Linked DNA regions of Rattus norvegicus: regions 1, 2 and 4 are each linked to region 3. Evidence: chromatin contacts called from public Hi-C data. All regions are on one chromosome and are shown on one strand. The core of a region is the stretch at or near the end of the contact, and the rest is flanking DNA. Distances in the headings are between cores, read along the strand shown.

The links. Hi-C and Micro-C count contacts between places; a contact is called where the count stands out from the background.
Region 1: a Hi-C map of hepatocytes shows a contact between it and region 3, with 2.4 times the contacts expected there. The contact joins the enhancer-like site here to the promoter of Cited2 in region 3. A contact is called at or near these places in 2 of 12 Hi-C or Micro-C datasets (hepatocytes and liver) and 1 of 1 datasets of contacts at active chromatin or transcription factors (oligodendrocytes).
Region 2: a Hi-C map of the Rat2 cell line shows a contact between it and region 3, with 15 times the contacts expected there. The contact joins the enhancer-like site here to the promoter of Cited2 in region 3. A contact is called at or near these places in 6 of 12 Hi-C or Micro-C datasets (the Rat2 cell line, hepatocytes, kidney and 2 more) and 1 of 1 datasets of contacts at active chromatin or transcription factors (oligodendrocytes).
Region 4: a contact with region 3 is called in a Hi-C map of the A7r5 cell line, with 4 times the contacts expected there. The contact joins the enhancer-like site here to the promoter of Cited2 in region 3. A contact is called at or near these places in 1 of 12 Hi-C or Micro-C datasets (the A7r5 cell line) and 1 of 1 datasets of contacts at active chromatin or transcription factors (oligodendrocytes).

What each region holds. Positions count from the first base shown.
Region 1 is chr1:13,586,743-13,589,872 of GRCr8, forward strand. No RefSeq gene overlaps it. Among named protein-coding and RNA genes, the nearest start is that of Cited2, 540 kb to the right of the region's middle. Within about 2 kb of position 1,434, at least 1 of the 93 cell types and tissues checked has an H3K27ac peak or open chromatin away from gene starts, as enhancers often do. A contact at or near this core is called in hepatocytes, where this site is marked.
Region 2 is chr1:13,451,861-13,455,081 of GRCr8, forward strand. No RefSeq gene overlaps it. Among named protein-coding and RNA genes, the nearest start is that of Cited2, 680 kb to the right of the region's middle. Within about 2 kb of position 1,336, at least 2 of the 93 cell types and tissues checked have an H3K27ac peak or open chromatin away from gene starts, as enhancers often do.
Region 3 is chr1:14,130,528-14,133,658 of GRCr8, forward strand. It overlaps Cited2 (Cbp/p300-interacting transactivator, with Glu/Asp-rich carboxy-terminal domain, 2), which reads left to right and starts at 1,776. Exons shown (of 2, transcript NM_053698.3): 1 at 1,776-2,001; 2 at 2,477-3,131. The coding sequence starts at 2,485.
Region 4 is chr1:13,497,176-13,500,375 of GRCr8, forward strand. No RefSeq gene overlaps it. Among named protein-coding and RNA genes, the nearest start is that of Cited2, 630 kb to the right of the region's middle. Within about 2 kb of position 1,551, at least 2 of the 93 cell types and tissues checked have an H3K27ac peak or open chromatin away from gene starts, as enhancers often do. A contact at or near this core is called in the A7r5 cell line, where this site is marked.

The DNA of each region.
Region 1 (3,130 bases), core at 184-2,683, 540 kb before region 3:
GGCAAAAGAGGAGGATAAAAGGAATTCGGGGCTTTGGGGATGGAGAGAGAGCTTGGTGTAGAAGATGGGATGTAACAAATTAGAGGCTCCCAATTAGATGGGGAAACTACCAGGATCCCACACAGGAGGGTTTAACTTAGTATGGCTTACTAATTAGGATGTCAGGAGTTGTGCCCTGACAGGATTGAGTTACCTGTTGATTCTAAACTAAGATTGTGTGGTGTATTCCTTCACAGGGCAACACAACTGAGTTCAAGAGAAAGGTAAGGGCACGTAGAATTTGGATGTGTGTTTATGGCGTGATAGCGACCTACCAAGGGAACTTCGAGAGTTGGGTGGAGACATTTTGAGAGCGCTGGGCCAGAGAGCCTGCCGAGTCTGACTGGGAATGTGAACTGAGTCCACAACAAGAGAGCCATGAAATTGGTGGCCTTTACATGGGGCTACCCATGGACGCAGCGAGATCCCTGAGGCCAGAGATTAGCTGGCCCAAGAGGGGGATGGGAAAATCTTTATCAATATTCCCTACTACACACTTGCTTCAAGAACCAATTCACATGAAATCATACTGATAACCATAATCCTTTTGGGAGCCATCATTAGTTTATTGAAGACCCATAACACCCACTTCATTATTATGATGGCACCGTGTGACATTTCTCTTCGTTTACATGTTTACATGTAAGGCACTACTTTTTTAGCTTTTAGCTTTTCATTTTGCTTTTAGGAGCAGAGATTGGCCTTTTACATGAAGTAGCATGTGACATAAACTCAATATCAATGGCACAATACCATTAACCTACGATCATTTGGGACTATGAAAAAACACACAAATGTGAAAAAGAATTAATCATAAATAATTCATGAAGTGGATCGCCAACAATTCCCTCAATGACCCATGAGCAGTCCCAACAATATTGGAAAGGTTTAATTTACACATGAGTAGATTAAGAATATTTAGTAGATGGCACTTAAACAGATATGTGTCTAAATGCTTTCTCAGGAACTCAGAGCAGTATAGCAACACAGAAGAATTTTATTCTACAGCACAATGAGACTTTAGGATTTTTATGGCCCTGTATTGGGCAAGGAAAAGCCAGTGGAGAGAAACTGAACAATAAATCCTTCCACATTGATATGTTGTGTTTTGGTAGGCAAGCAGTTTACATGGATTAATAAGCAAACTATTGCAGGTTCAAGGCTGATGAAGAAGATCATACCTCATTCCTGAACAGTGAGCCATGGGGGGGGGGGGGAAATACACCTAGGTTTATCTAACCATGAGGCAGTCAAATCAAAGAAAAGCTTGTTAATAGGTTTAGAAAAATTGACAAGTGAGGGATGCATTTTGGAAATGCTCCTTGTACTTTATCCCAACTCCATGATGTGACTAATGTTCCTCTTCCCAAAATCTGTTGCCTCACGTTAGAGAACATGAATAATTTCTCAATACTAAGGAACAGTAAACATCAGGAGAGCAGTCAGGAGGGAAAGGTGCTTTCTGCCATGCCTGACGATTTAGTCAATCCCCAGAGCCTGCATGATAGGAATTGAGAACTAACCCTTGCAGTTGTCCTCTTACACCTACGAGTCACACACACACACACACACACACACACACACACAAGCTTTAAAAAATAGTAAATGTTTATATCACAGTGAGTTTACCAATGGTAAACCTGTGGGTCACAACCCCCAAGAGGGGTTGCGTAACAGATAGCCTGAAAATCAGATTTTTACATTATGATTTATAACAGTAGCAAAAGCACAGTTATGACATAGCAATGAAATTATTTTATGAGTTGGGGTCACCACAACATGAGGAACTGTGTTAGAGGGTGACAACATGAGGATCTGTGTTAGAGGGTGGCAACATGAGGATCTGTGTTAGAAGGTGGCAAGATTAGGAAGGCTGAGAGCCACTGGTTTAAATACTTATATGGCACAATGTTGGTAACTATCCCACAAGTCTTTCATTTTAATAGCTCTGGCCTACTAAGGAGCCTAAATATTGACCATCACTGATTATCCCACTGAGTCCTACAAGGCTGTATCTAGTAGATTTTTCCCATTGGGACGTGAATACGCTACCTCCATAAATGATTCTGAAAATCAGTGTGAGTTGCTGAAGTTACACAAGTCCATTCCTAGGTGGGTACAGCCTTCAGGTAGTAAGAGAGTACGAGACACCCCACATAGAATTAAACCAAAGGTAGAAAGAGAATGGAGAAATACACAGACTTCCTTTCTGAAATGCCTCGGTGCTCAATGAACGACACACACATGAAAGGACATTCCTCCGTGCCAACTCTTCTCTCTCTCTAAGAACTGGTTTCAAAGTAAACTGTTTTCTCCCAGCTAATCAAGAGGCTGTGTCTCCAGCCATGCCTTGTTAATCCTGGTCTTTCCCTAACTGACCCTACTGACTCTTTTTAGCCAGTCCGCCTTAGGAACCAATTCATAATCATACACAAGAAATGGTTTTCAGGGGCCACGCTGCAAAAAAATAACACATCACACTGACCAGAATAAAATATCCTTTTCGTGTGAACAGTAGACATTTATAAATTAATGATTCAATTAAACTAGCAAATCAGCAAAAGTCATTTCTTTCTTTAACTAAAAGTTCATGCTGACCTTAGAATAACACCCATATGTTAAAAATCCATTAAATTCTTAGTTCTATCTTGTTGGTATGAACTTTATTATTATTTAATCACATATATTTAATTCATATTTAGATTATATTACGGCAACTGATCCATGTCCTTTCTGAAACAAAGAGGAACAAAAATAAACAAAGCTGGCTTCATAAAATTTAAATGAATCCATACTCAGCAAAGTACAATCATGTATGAAAGTAATGGGCTGGAAGATCACTACAATTACTTTCCTATATAGCCAGCAAAAGACCCTGAAAAAAAATTGAGCAGAACTTATACATTTTCAAGAGTCAATATACTCATATGGTCCTCCGTCTAAAAATTTCATATTTTTGTTCTATACTCTTCTGTATACATTTAGCACAATGTTATGCTCAATATGGGAGTTTGATTTTTTGATGGTTACATACATGGTAAAAGATGGTAAAATAGAGTTCCTGAATCTGTATGAAACCTCTTTCTTCATT
Region 2 (3,221 bases), core at 86-2,585, 680 kb before region 3:
GTAAGGTCTTGGATCCCTTACTTAAGGACCTCCCTATCAGTCTTCAAATTAATGACAGCAAATTGTATGCGTCAAGACTAAAGTTGAAGCTGACGCACCCAGACTCCACAATTCTCCAAAGAAGAGGATTCCATGCACAGCTACAAGAACATATTAGCAATTCATACAGAACGGGTAGAACAAAGACCTCAAACGCTCAAGCTCTCTTGACTATTTAACCTGCAACATTAATTTATTTTGCAGTGTTTATACATTTTCCATAGACATGGTGATTTTAAATGCATAATACAACTTGGATATCTAGTTTCGTAAGAAAGAGAAGCTCAAAAGAGTTGATGAAGGTTTCATTACAGTCTGAATGGTGCCAAGATATCTCCCTCCAAGGGTGCTGCTGCATTAGCCAAAGGCTCATGCTTTCTTGTGTATCGCATGTTCTGGTACTCCCAAGCACATAACTATTAGCTCAGCTCCATACCCTGTCATAAACACCTCACCCCTGGTGGGTACAGGCCTCTAAGACCATGGAAGAAGGGGCTACATTTGTTCAAAATACTTAAAATTAGAACAGTAATAAGCTGGGGTGGTCCATCTGGATTGTCAACTTGGTGGGATCCTGGTGACACATCGCTAGGCATGTCTGTGAACAGTTCATAGGTCAGAATTAATTGAGATGGAAATGCTTACATCTTGGTGGTACCATCTCATCTCATGATCTAGAATGAGTAATAAGAAGCGAGGGATCTCTACTTCTGACTACAAGTAGTGTACTCAGTTCCCTCAAACACTTGCTTCAATGAGCTGCTTCCTATTCTAGACAGAACTCTTAAACTATCAGCCCAAATCAAACCTTGCTTTCTTAATTTGCTTTGGCCTGGTGTCTTGTCACAGCAATTTGTAAAGTTACTAACAGGGCTCCCTTGTCCTGGGAAAACAAACAGAGCATCGACCACAGGTGATAAGTGACTCACATTAGGGGTGGGAGATCAATTTGGTTATGAAATCGAAGTTACATGGCAAAGAGGAAAAAGCTCAGGAGTAGTGGTATGGGAAAGACAGTGAATAAAAGGAATTTCTAGGCAGCCATATTGAATTTAGTTTATGCATGAGGCTGGCTTGAGTGAGAACCACAGGAAGGCCTTGTTTCTACTTCTTTGTGAGATGTCTGTGTCATTAGACCCAGTGTAGGTAGGAGAGGGCTGCTGTGTCTTTGTTTTGTCTTCACATATGCTGCTCATAAAACTGTTAATTAGAACTGTCTTAAGGCTCACGGTCATGGGGAGTTCTGGGGAAATCCACAGTGCAACTTGTTGCAAGGGTTGGATAAAGAATGTGTGTGGTTACTCCTGAGTCTGGGCCAGGCATTTCTATGACTAAGAATGAGAAAGGAACGTGCCATCTGAAGCTATAATGACTTAAAGAAAAGTCTTAGCCACACTATTCTTCCCTTCCACTCTACTTCTTAAAGAAGTGATGTCTCTTGTTCACACTGGCCACCTTGATACTTTGAATATGGAATAATTACAGAACAGGCAGGTAGGTAAATGCAGCCTACTCTTTCACATCTCTTCCATGAGTTTTCCTATGAACATTTCCATGACTTTTCTTTTCTCAGAGGACTCACTTCCTTCCTTTTAGAAAAAGAAAACAGAGATGACAATAAAAGGGGAAATGCTGTCAAGTCACATAGCCTTTTCAGCTACCAAGGGCTAGCCTTTCATTTCTTTTCCTTTCTTGGTCTATAACAAGCTATTTTTTATTGGATATTTTATTTATTTGCATTTCAAATGTTATCCCCTTTCCCTGCTTCCCCTCTGGAAATCCCCTATCCCAGCCTCCCTCTCCCTGCTTCTATGAGGTTGCTTCCTGGAGGAATGGATACAGAAAATGTAGTATGTTTACACAATGGAGTACTACTCTGCAACTAAAAACAATGACTTCATGAAATTCTCAGGCAAATGAATGAAATTAGAAAATATCATCCTAAGTGAGGTAATCCTGCCACAACGTGCTAGCTTTTCAAGAACAGAAAGTCTATGTTTTGGTGGTGAAGCCTTTCCCTCCTATTCAATAGTATCCATCCCAGAGAATACTATGAAGTCAGATTTTTGCCCCAGAACTATTGGGAAGACCCATGAGAGAATGTCATTTCTCAGGTTCAGTGTCCCAGACAGTTACTAGAGGAATGAACCTTGAATAGAAAAGTCTAAACTCTCCAAATAACTTAAAAGGCAAAAAATCCCACTTGTGATTGAGACAAGAAGACATTTTGATGTTTGCATTCTTGGCTTAATATGATTCAGGATAAAATATCGTGTCTAAAACTGTACCAGGTGCAGATTAGCTACCTAGGGTGATTAGGTCTGGAAAATAAATTCATTTATATTCTTTCCCCAAGGAATTATCAATGAAGTAGGTACTGGAGAAAGAACAGATGCTGTCCAAAGAAATGGTTCTAAGTAAATCAGAAATGTATAAGTATTAGTAACCCTTATTTAATTAAAATGAATTTCAGAATGTTTTATTCAGGGATATGTCCCTTTTATGCTGAGGCCCTAAATGGCTTATATGTTGGAAGAAGAGCCTACTTGGAAATGCATACATTAATGCCTGTTTCTCTCAAGTGATTTTTAAAGCCGATTTCCCACAGTTTCAGGACAGGAAGAAGGAAAAGATGAGACAGGAAATACAAGTCCCGAATGACTTCTCTTCTGACCCACAAATGCACGGAGAGAATGAAAAGGCACAGATATTGCTCCAAAGTTAAGTCACCATTACCCAGCATTTTCCCTGACAGAAACTATAAAAGCTGTGGGTTACAGTTAATCTTCTTGAGGCCTAATCTACTGAGAACTATAGGTTTTATTTTCTTTGCTCATTCTGACTTTTATCACTTTTTTCTCTTTGGAACATACACTCAAGAAGCTTTGAAATAATCACTTTTCTCTGGGACCAGGAAATGTGCTCCATGAGTAAAGAGTTGAATCTATTCTTCTTTTCCTTAAAATTGTACAGAAAGGACTGGGTGTGGTGATGCATGTCTTTAGTTCCAACACGCTCTGAGGTGATGGCCATACTGCTTCATGTGGAGACTCTAGCTCAAATAAATGAATGAATGATTAAATAAATAAATAAATAAATAAATAAATATTAAAATAGAAAATTACAGGGAGAAATCTTCTTGTTTCAAATTTGCTTCCTTTGCCACGTAAGTCAAATTCCAA
Region 3 (3,131 bases), core at 526-3,025:
TCTTGAGGTTTCAAAATCATTTGCATACAGGGTTGTAAATGCTGGACATCCTGGAAAAAGTGTAGAGAGGAAGAGAGAAGGTTTTGTTGTTTGGGGTGTTTAAGACTAACTTGAAGAAGACATATGAGTAACGTCAAAATTTTACTGAATGGGGCACGCAATGTATCAGAATTTCCAGTTCTCAAGAAATACAGCCTTTAAAAAAAGTCTGTGAGCTAGAAGGGAGAAAAAAAGAAACGAGAGGGGGGAGGGGCACTGGCACTTTATAGCAGGAAGTCTTCCATAGACATCGAGTTATGAAGAAACAACCGTATACAGAAGTCCTTATTCGGAGCGCTAAACTCGATTTCACCACTTAAAGAGAGAGATACACGCTCCAAGCAGCCTCATCCTGGGGTAGGAAAAATAACTCGCAAAGCAAGAGAGCTAGGACTGGATAGTGGCCCAGACCAGTGTTAGGGGTTTTATTTGCAAGTCAATGAGCCAAATGGGCGATCGGGCTCGTTGTGCTTCGTTCTGCAAGCAAGGTTATTATTATCACCGCCTATTGCTCCACTGAACAATTTCACTGAAAAGGAAGACTCCTGGCCGTGTGTGCGCGCACTGTACCATACAGGACGTGCTGCTACGTGCCCACTTCCAAAACGACTTTATTTACAAAGCGATTACCAAGCTATCTATCTGTTTTCCTTTTGCTGCAGCAGCAGCCTTACTCAGCCCTCGAATTTCTTAATTACAAACCCGTTTGCTTCTAAATCAACCCCAAACCGTCAGGCAGAGCCCGGAGGGAGGCTGTGCAAGTTTGCACACACCCCCACCTCCTGGATCAAGGGCAACAGCAGAAGCAAGTAACTGTGTATGTGCAAAAAGGTGGATCTGGGGACGAGGATCGCTGAGTTTGTTTACAGAGCAGGGACGCCTCAGCTCGGATGCCAAAGCTACCAAGAGCTGCAAACGCAAACTTAGCAGAAGCACACGTACTCCCGGAGCGTGGAGCAGGCCGGAAAGTGCGGAGTGGATCCCAGAACCGGGGAGTGGAGCCGCCCCGGCCTGTGAGCGCGCTCGGTCCACCTGCAGCCGCTGCCGCTCCCCGCCCCCAACCCCTGTCCTTGAAGAGTGGAGGTGCAGAGCGGGAGATGGGGAGTTAGGGGTGCGTCCACTAGAAGAAAACCCCTCAGTTAGGTTTACATGCTGCCTGTATCAAAAAGCACAAAGGCACGGCTCAGGAAAGCGCGCTCAGAGGACAGGACACGATCGGCCCAAGGGCTTTAAAAATCTAGCTCGGGAAAGCATAGCCATTCTTCTCAGGTTGGGGAGAGTTTGGCACCTAAGAAAACTCTGCTGGGCAGGGAGGCTGAGCGAACCCCTTTTTCCTGTAGAGGGCAGGGCAGATCACTGGGTAAGCCGGGTGAGCGAGCTGGGGGTGGGGAGATCTGGCCAGAAGGAGGCGGGGAGTGCTCCTTGCTCCTCTCCATTAGGTGCTTCCTTGCACAGGGTGGCCGGGAGGATTAGCTCGTTGTCCCGGAGGTGGCAGGCACAACCGCACATTTGGGGGCCAGAAAGACACCACAGTCCGGGGAACTGCTGGGCGGCGCCGAGGCGCGCAGCCGCTGCGCACGTGCAGCGCGGACTCGCGGACGCGGCGGAGGACCCGGTCCAGGGCGCTTGATGTTCCTGAATCCGTATGTTCGTGCTTGCCGCCGGGGAGGCTCTCGCTCCGCCCTTCCTGAGATCCTTATATTAACTGTGGCCAAAGCCCGGAGAAACACAGCTCATTGTTGGCAGCTGCCTGGCGGTCCTGAGGAGCGGCTAGGGCAGCGGAGGGAAAGAAAAGGGAACGGCTCGGAATTTGCTCCAGCGGCTGCTGCAAGACCTCGGCGCCAACCTCGCACCAGCGAGCGCCCCACAGCCCTTCGGCTGCCCCTCTATGTGCTGCTGAGCCGGTCCTGGACCCGACGAGCCCGCCTTCGGTGTTCCGAGCCGAAATCGCAAAGACGGAAGGTGAGCGCGGCGGGCGAAGCTTAGCCAGGGCTGCTGCCAGCCTAGTCCTCCGAGGGCAGGGCTGGCCCCGGGGACGAGCGTGAGGCGGAGCTGGGGAATAACAACAGGATGTGCAACCACAGGGTGAGGAGGGTTGATTGAATGCCTGAAGTTCGCGGCCCGGCTCCGGGGCACTTCCTTTATTAGGCCACTTCAGGGAACCCAGGGGGGTGTGGGCTCCGGTCCCCCCTCCTCTTTCCCCGGATCGCAGGGGAAGGGGCTGGTCGCTCAGCGCCAGGCTGTGCGGATCCGGCAGGCAGCAGGTCCGCCGAGGTAGCGAGCTCGGGTGCACGGGCTGCTGGTGGGTTCTCTCTTGGGGGGTGTAGGGGTCTGCAGCTTGACGTGCGCGCGGGTTCGGGAGGCTACAGAAGTGGGGTGCGCTCTGGTGGGCGACACGTGTGGCGCGGGTTTCAGCGTCTGCTCGTTTCGCTTTCAGGACTGGAAATGGCAGACCATATGATGGCCATGAACCACGGTCGCTTCCCCGACGGCACCAACGGGCTGCACCACCACCCTGCCCACCGCATGGGCATGGGGCAGTTCCCGAGCCCGCATCACCACCAGCAGCAGCAGCCCCAGCACGCCTTCAACGCCCTCATGGGCGAGCACATACACTACGGCGCGGGCAACATGAATGCCACGAGCGGCATCAGGCACGCCATGGGGCCGGGGACTGTGAACGGGGGGCACCCCCCGAGCGCTCTGGCCCCGGCCGCCAGGTTTAACAACTCCCAGTTCATGGGTCCCCCTGTGGCCAGCCAGGGAGGCTCCCTGCCGGCCAGCATGCAGCTGCAGAAGCTCAACAACCAGTATTTCAACCATCACCCCTACCCCCACAACCACTACATGCCGGATTTGCACCCCGCTGCAGGCCACCAGATGAACGGGACAAACCAGCACTTCCGAGATTGCAACCCCAAGCACAGTGGAGGCAGCAGCACCCCTGGCGGCGCGGGTGGCAGCGGCACCCCCGGCGGCTCCGGCGGCACCTCGGGCGGCGCGGGTGGCAGCAGCGCGGGCGGCAGTGGCGGTGGCAGCACCATGCCCGCCTCGGTGGCTCACGTCCCCGCGGCAATGCTGCCGCCCAATGT
Region 4 (3,200 bases), core at 301-2,800, 630 kb before region 3:
TATTGGCTTTAATGGCAGTAAAATGTGTGGAAATGGAAGCACATATTGCCACAAGTGTTGCACAGTAGAAGCAAAGCTATGACACTCCAGTCTGTGCTAAGGTGAGGCGCTATGCTTTGTGGACATTCTGAGCAAATCCGGGGACACTTAAACCAATAGTTTAATGGTGTCAACCATCGGCATTAGATTCAAATGCTGCAAACATGCTCTGTAGATTTCTCCCTCCACCCTAACCCTATGTGTCATAAATTCCAATACATTGGTGTCAAGCTGTGACAATGCACCCATTTATTAATATTTGAAGTCGTGTCTATTAGCTTCATAAGCAGAATTGCCCACTCGCTCCTTTTCAGATACTCACACGCCAACCACACGGTATTCACGTCTACCTAAGACCATCCATGCATCACCTCAGGGAGCCTTACATAAAGCAGCTTCTGGGAAGAAGGAAAAGGAGTAAAGAACAAATGGCAGAATCTGCTGATCTTGGATATAGGCCTCTCCACGGGAGATTCCAAATGTATCTTTGTTTATATTCTGAGGTCAGGGTTGTCATAGGGTACAGAACTAAGGAGAAAGGAATTTGTTGCCTTAATGAAATAAAATTTAATTAAGATATGAATGAAAGGGTAAGTGAAAATAAAAATTAAAAAAAAAATCTTGGTGTTTAGTGTACTCTAAAACAAATATTTACACATTCATATCTTTAACCATCATCTTTTTTTAAGATTTATTTATTTATTATATATGAGTACATTATAGCTGCCTTCAGACACACCAGAAGAGGGTATCAGATCTCATTACAGATGACTGTGAGCCACCATGTGGTTGCTGGGAATTGAACTCAGGACCTCTGGAAGAGCAGCCAGTGCTCTTAACCACTGAGTCATCTCTCCAGCCCACCATTGTCTTTTTTTTAAAAAGCCTGGTTTTAGTCCTAAATATACAGATTCTGATGAATCTACACAAGGTTTAAAATGAGAAATAACAGCTATGAAATACATGATTATAACCTCCAACTACCCCCACATTAAGCATTCATTAAAATTAACGCAGGGTTTTTCGTTTGGTTACTAAACACTTTACTTCTGTACTTGGAGGAGCATCCGGCATATAGTGCAATGTCAGTGGCTCAGAGTAAGGTTACTAGGACCCAGACCACTCTCTGCCCGTCCTAGCAATGCAGAACATGTAAATAAGTTGACACCTCTAACTTTTGTTTTTCTCTTGAGGTAGATTGTGCAGAAATAGTCTCTGCAATGATTGGTAAAAGGAAAACTACAGAGCCCATCCATAACACAGTTTGTTTTCCCTTGCCCTGTTCTTCATTAAAAGCTTCATATACATTTTATAACGAGACGGGCCACATTGAGAATTATTCAGCAAGCACATCAGTTTATGGTGGGAGTGCAGTCTACAGGCTCCCGGGTATGAAAGGGTTAAGTGGAACATTGTTTGGATTCCTAAGAGAAGGGGGAGGGAAAAGGAAAGCCGGATTTAATTGACTCACCGGAGCCAAAATACTCAGTGGTATTTCTCTTAGGCCCCAGTCAGTCCGGAAGTGGTTCATATGGAGTTTGTTGGGCTCTGTCTTCCTTGCACTGTGGTACAGTGAGCACCAGGGATGCTAGGAAGATACCAGAGCTTTCTGTGGTCCTATGGGAAAGTTCATTCCAGTGCCCCATGCTATGTTTTAAGGAAGCAAGCCTTTTTTACCATCAGAGTATGAGAAGAGCCCAGTTGTGTTCATGCTTGCATAGGCAAAGAATAAGACACTGACAGAATAACAACAGATCGATGCTTATTCTGTTCCAGTTCATAGTTGAAATATACAAATACTCTGATAATTATATGAAAGTAAGTTCTCTTTCTCTCTCTGTCCATCTCTGTCTGTCTCTCTCTCTCTCTCTCCCTGGTTGTCTCTCTCTCTCTCTCTCTCTCTCTCTCTCTCTCTCTCTCTCTCTCTCTCACACACACACACACACACACACACACACACACTCACACACTCACACATATTCTACATGCACCACATTTGCACCTGTTGCACAACATAAGGAAAGAAACCTAGGCTCCATCAAAACCCAGAGCGTCCCCATTCAGTCTGTTGTCACCATATGTTTAATGCAGAAAACTGGGTAAATATATATCAGAACTTTATTGCAGAACATTGAAAATCTGTCACACACTTATGCTTGTCAAATCTGTAGCACACACACAAACAAAAATATCCCCATTATTCTTTGGCCACTCTTTATTTCTCTCTTAGCTAGAAGAAGGCATGGGCCTTTATACATTGTTCTGCTTTAAACTTTTGACTATCTGTCATTTATCATTATTTGATAAATATTCAGTGACTGAATGGATAAAAGAGTATTGTCAATCTAAAGGGAAACTTCATGATTATAAATATATAAATCCAATGGAATTACAATACGGTAATTGCTATGCGTGGAGAATAGGTCAGATTAATGAGTAGGTGCATTTATTCTACATTACAAATTAAATTATCTGTTTCTTTTTTGTGGTGTTCTGTAATTACTTGTTAAGAAAAATTTTAGATTTGTGTTTATATGAACATGTAATGTGTTTTTATTATCTACCAGTCAAGAATATAGTAACTAGAGAGTGGTTCTCACTTTGGGTCATGACCCCCACAGGGGTCACATATCAACTATCCTGCATATCAAATATCTATATTATGATTCATAACAATAGCAGCTATATGGTAGAAATGAAATAATTTTATGATTTGAGGGTCACCACAACATGAGGAACAATATATCAAGGGATCACAGCATAAGGAAGGTTGAGAGACATTTACCTACAGTATTCCTTAAAGCAAGCTGTAAGGAATGCTGTTTCAACCCAGTTCCACTTTCACATAACTCACCCAGGCCTAAGGAGGCAAAGTATATTTTGTAAGTTAGTGTGGCATCCAGTTGAGAGTTGCTTATGTGAAAGACAAACAGATTGGTTGTATGTATATAGCTCTCTATACTAGAGTAAAAACAGCCACATTCTTATCTTTGACATAAAATAGACTTACTAATTCCACTAAGTTGCTCTCATGCTAAATGGTAGCAATGTGCATGCCATGACACTTCTCTTCAAAACAATGTTTGCTTTTCTTGCAATTCATTAGAAGCAATTCAGCATCATTATTTGTCTCTTATGAAATAACCAAATACCAAAATTTT